Linked DNA regions of Macaca mulatta: region 1 is linked to region 2. A link is a contact called in public Hi-C data. All regions are on one chromosome and are shown on one strand. The core of a region is the stretch at or near the end of the contact, and the rest is flanking DNA. Distances in the headings are between cores, read along the strand shown. Region 1 holds the start of LOC100424132 (E3 ubiquitin-protein ligase HERC2). Region 2 holds the start of NIPA2 (NIPA magnesium transporter 2).

The links. Hi-C and Micro-C count contacts between places; a contact is called where the count stands out from the background.
Region 1: a Hi-C map of liver shows a contact between it and region 2, with 1.6 times the contacts expected there. The contact joins the promoter of LOC100424132 here to the promoter of NIPA2 in region 2.

What each region holds. Positions count from the first base shown.
Region 1 is chr7:1,594,651-1,597,350 of T2T-MMU8v2.0, forward strand. It overlaps LOC100424132 (E3 ubiquitin-protein ligase HERC2), which reads left to right and starts at 1,372. Exons shown (of 7, transcript XM_077938922.1): 1 at 1,372-1,586; 2 at 2,516-2,617. The region is part of intron 1 of NIPA1 (NIPA magnesium transporter 1); the gene reads right to left.
Region 2 is chr7:1,538,599-1,541,298 of T2T-MMU8v2.0, forward strand. NIPA2 (NIPA magnesium transporter 2) reads right to left here and starts at 1,429. Exons shown (of 6, transcript NM_001194886.2): 1 at 1,143-1,429.

The DNA of each region.
Region 1 (2,700 bases), core at 122-2,621, 56 kb after region 2:
GTGCCTTCTGGGCGAGCTGGTCTCCTCTGGCTTTTCTTGTCCCCTAGGGCTCCCAACCAGGAGACAGAGCACAGCCTGGCCAGGGAGCAGTACCTGCTACTGCGCTTGCTGTGAGCCAGCCACTCTGCCCTCTTTCAGGAATTACAGAATCCACAGGTACCCGGCATCGTTATTTATTTATTTATTCATTTATGCGGCATGGTTTTCCTCAGCTCTGTCGGATGGGTCTCTGTGAAGGGAGCTGGGTGGGGGCGAGTGGCCCCTCCCTGGAGGAGGCTGCCCCCTGGTCAGGATCTTTGGGGCTTCAGGTTTCATGAGTTAGGGCCAGTCTCCCTAGAGAAACCCTTCTTGGCTAGGGCTGGGGAGCCCACCAGAGTGACCCAATCAGTTCTCAGGGCCTGTGGTGGAGCCAAGTGGTTTCAAGAAGGCCATGTTCAGCTCCATCCTAAAGAGCACTCATGCAAGTTGGGGAGGAGGACGAGGGGTGCACAGCTCTGAGCTGAGTCAGACCCACCTGAGGACTGAGCCCAGCAGGAGGAGGCCGAGTCACTAACCATAAAAGGAGCAGATGCCTCCCCCGTGCTGGTTGAGATGAGTCTTGGGCATCAACTCTAATAATTTCTAATTATACCCAGAAATACTGATTCACACAGCAACTAGTGAATAATAGCCTTTTAGAGCTAAAAAAGCCTTGTATGATTTATTGTAAGTTGACATATGCATTTTACACAAACTAGAGGCACCGTGGTAGGCCAGCGGCAGCCTGTTCAGGGGCCACAGTAAGGAGATTGGATTTCCTTAAGTGCAATGGGAGTTACTGGCTAGGCTTTATGGTTTTAGCCACAGGAAAGATGAATGTATTTCAGAGTAATATGGTGGATTCAAAATGAGGTTTAGAACTAGATCGATAATTTTTTTTTTTTTTTAAGACGGAGTCTCACTCTATCGCCCAGGCTGGAGTGCAGTGGCGCTATCTCGGCTCACTGCAACCTCTGCCGCCCGGGTTCAAGCGATTCTCCTACCTCAGCCTCCGGAGTAGCTGGGATTACAGGTGTGCGCCACCACGCCCGGCTAATTTTTGTATTTTTGGTAGAGATGGTATTTCACCATGTTGGCCAGCCTGGTCTCGAACGCCTGACCTCAGGTGATCCGCCCGCATTGGCCTCTCAAAGTGCTGGGACTACAAGCACGAACCAGGATGCCGGACCCAGCCTTTTTTAAAATGACGGTTTCGGCAGGCGGTGGCTCACAGCGCGGGTGCCGGATGCGGTGCCCACCGCACTCTCGCGGGAGAACGCGCGTGCGTGCGTGCGGCGGAAGCCCCGCCTTCCGGAGCCTGCGGTTGGCCCCGCCCGCAGCCCGTGAACTCCGAGTAGGAAGACAAACCGGATTGCCGGAAGCGAGAGAGTCCGGACAAGCGGCGAAGGGCTCCTGTTCCCAGTCGGCTGCGCCCGCGGAGCCGCCTCGTTGCCGCTGGCCGTAAGCGGGGGCGGCAGTCCCATCGGCCAGCGCCTCGGGCTGCGAGTGGCGCCGGGATCGGGGGCGTCGGCTCAGCAAGCGGCTGGCGTCCGCGCCCTGCGCGTCAGGTCCTGGCCTGGGGCACCGGGGCGGCAGGCGGCGGGGGCGGTGCAGGCGGGGATTTGGCGGGCGGCCGAGCCCGGAAGGCGGGCCTGGAGCGGCGGCAGCACCGGGGCCGGCCTGAGGGACCTCCCTAGGCGCAACCTCGGGCCTCTCTCCATCTCTAAGTGGTGGTGGCTGTGGGCGTTTCTGCAGGCGATCCTTTTGAGTATTTGTTTCACGCACGCGCCCTGCTGTGGGGTAAAGCGGCAGATTCACGCTGCTGTCATGTGTCATCAAAACGATGGGCTTGCCCGGCGCTGTGACTCAGGCCTGTAATCCCAGCACTTTAGGAGGCGGAGGCGGGCGGATCACGAGTTCAGGAGATCAGTGTCATCCTGGCTAACACGGTGAAACCCCGTCTCTACTAAAAATACGAAAAAAAAAAAAAAAACTAGCCGGGCGTGGTGGCGGCGCCTGTAGTCCCAGCTACTCTGGAGGCTGAGGCAGGAGAATGGCGTGAACCCGGGAGGCGGACCTTGCAGTGAGCTGAGATCCGGCCACTGCACTCCAGCCTGGGCGACAGAGCGAGACTCCGTCTCAAAAAAAAAAAAAAAAAGTAAAAACGATGGGCTTCCTGTCGGGTGTGTGTGCCTTTTGGATTTGAGGGCAGGGGGATGACATTGTGACTTGGCCTCCTCTGACCGTCCATTTTCAAGATCTCGCCAGTGTGGTGCAGAAACTCGGCACACCCTGCCTACCTTGGAAGGAGGCTTTCCCTTCCCCACCTCCCTCCCCTCCATCTCTTCCCTCTTTCCCTCTCTCCCCTTCACTCCCCTCCCCCAGCTCTTCTCTTCCCCCTTTCTGTTCTCTTTTTTTTTCTGCGTTAAACCTTTCGGGAGTGTCTTTGTAAACTATTAAAAAGAGTTAGGTCTTCAACATGTATGTTTACTTGCAGGCCTGAGAACTGGAGGAAACTGGAGAAAAGATGCCCTCTGACTCTTTCTGTTTGGCTGCCCAGGCTCGCCTTGACTCCAAATGGTTGAAAACAGATATACAGGTGGGGTTTGACATGTCTTTTTCTTAGTGTGTTTCTGCTTCCATGTTTAAATTTCTCGTGTAAGGCTTTTTTTAGGGTATGTA
Region 2 (2,700 bases), core at 179-2,678:
AGTACAAAAATTAGCCAGGCAAGGTGCCGCACGTCTGTGGTCCCAGCTACTGGGGAGGCTGAGGTGGGAGGACCGCTTGAGCCCGGGAGGCGTAGAGCCCAGATCGCACCCTCTAGCCTGGGGACAGAGCAACACGTTGGCTCAAAAACATTAAATACATAAGCTAGATTTAATTTTTTCCAACCTCTCGCTTGGTTAACAATTTTTTAAAGGAGTACTGTACTTATAAATATTACAGAACCTAAATCTCCAACCCTAACTAGGCAACAATATTAGTTATAAATTACAATTTTAACTTACATGTAATTTTAATATGGTCTCTCTTATGAAAAAAAGGCTCGGAGAGGTTAGAGATGACTTATTCACTCTCATTTCCTCGTAAATACCACCCTTTATTCTCATTTAAAGTCTCAAACCCTGGCCGAGTAGCTCCAGCCTAGAAAGAAGAAAACACAGAAGCAGGCAAAAGACTAAAGTTACTGAGTACGTTTTAAAATTTCGTTACTAGCCTTCATACTCATTTTGTTAACCAATCAACATAAAACCTACTCAACCGAGCATAACTACTGCTTCGACAGGCAGCTTACTGAATGGACACGCTAGACTCTGATTACTTCCTCTTACTAAAAAAAGTATTAACCGGGCACATGGCTATACACAGGATTTCCAGAAACAGAACTTAACATGCAGTCCTGTACAGGAACTGACAACCTAGAAAAGAAACTAAGGAGACACAAACACAAAACTAAACACACAGTTTTGCGCAGGTGTATAGAGAGGGAAATAGGATTCCGTGATTTTACAAAAGGAAATTTAAAAAGCCAGGCTCAAAACGTTACAGCGGACTTCTTAGGCTTAACCGTCAGTTATGATCCCCGCAGCAGCTGAAGCCACCTTCTAAAACTCACCAAGACAAACGAAACTGTTTTAACAAACTTAATGAACATGCGTCCCCCACACGGCCAAAGAGCCAGGCTTCCGTGGGACTGAACCGCAACCCGATTCACGGTGGGTTTCCTCACTGAGGATTACCAGAAAAACCGCTTCCAACTCGGAACACCCGGAAAGGAAAGTTGCCCGGAGAACCCTTCTCCGACACAAGACGGGCGGGTTCGCCCGCAAGTCAGCCCCTTGGCGCCCGCCTGAAAGGAAGGAGTGGCGACCTCACCCTAGCCGGCAGGCCGGCCGCGCGGCTTCCCCTCAGCGGCGCTGCCCGGGGCACCGCGGCTCACACCCCCACACAGGCCGCCCAGTCCTGCGCTCGCACGGCCACCGCCTTCGTCGCCGTCCAGTGGGAGGTGCGAGCATTCGGGGCTGAAGCCGTGCGCACCGCCTCCTCCATGTAGAAGAGCGAGGAAAATCTGCCAAGGACAACCTCCGGCCCCGCCGTCACCACCGCTGCCGGGACCCAGGGCCGGCGCCGGAAAACATAGGCGCGGCTAAATGACGCAAGAGACCGCGCGCGCACGCGCAGTGCCGCGCGACAGACACCCCGCCCCCGGTGCTCTCTCCCGCCGCGTTCCGCTTCCTTTACAAGGCCCGGGTCCGCTGAGCGCGGAGGGCGGGGCGCGTAGCGTGCAGGGGCGGGGACGGCGGCGAGGGACGAGGCTGAAAGGGTAGTAAGCGGTAAAGTATTCTGCTAGGTGCCATTGGCCGATCAGGAGTTCAAAATCAAAGTCCGGCGTGGCGCTTATTTAAAACGCGGATTCTGGGCCAGGTGCGGTGGCTCACGCCTGTAATCCCAGCACTTTGGGAGGCCGAGTTGGGTGGTTCGCGAGGTCAGGAGTTTGAAACCGGCCTGACCAACATGGTGAAACCCTGTCTCCACTGGCCGGGCGCGGTGGCTCAAGCCTGTAATCCCAGCACTTTGGGAGGCCGAGACGGGCGGATCACGAGGTCAGGAGATCGAGACCAACCTGGCTAACACGGTGAAACCCTGTCTCTACTAAAAAATACAAAAAATTAGCCGGGCGTGGTGGCGGGCGCCTGTAGTCCCAGTCACTTAGGAGGCTGAGGCAGGAGAATGGCGTAAACCCGGGAGGCAGAGGTTGCAGTGAGCTGAGATCCGGCCACTGCACTCCAGCCCGGGCAACAGAGCAAGACTCCGTCTCAAAAAAAAAAAAAAAAAAAAAAAAACGAAAATTAGCTGGCCGTGGTGGCGGCGCCTGTAATCCCAGCTACTCCAGGGGCTGAGGCAGGAGAATCGCTTGAACCCGGGAGGCGGAGGTTGCAGTGAGCCGAGATCACGCCACTGCACTCCAGTCTGGGAGACAGAGCGAGGCTCCGTCTCAAAAATAAATAAATAAAAGAAAATGAGGGTTCCCAGGCACAGTCACAGTGTGAAGCTGCATTTAATTGGTGTTCCCGGGCGATGCCATAGGGGAACGGTGCTCCAAAGAGGGCAAGAGGTGGGGAAAGGGTGGATCCAAAGCTGGGGGCGGGACGGGGCGGGGCCCAAATAGCAGCGGTACTTCGACCGCCCGTGGGCGCTTCCTTACTGACCGGATCCCGGAATAGATGCCAGGTTGAGGTTTGGTGAAAGCCTGCCTGGAGACACTGATAGCAGATTGATTGATTGATTGATTGATTTTGAGACGTAGTCTCGCTTCGTCGCCAGACTGGAGTGCAGTGGCACGATCTTGGCTCACTGCAACCTCCGCCACCCCTGGCCAATTTTCGCATTTTTAGTAGACACGGGAT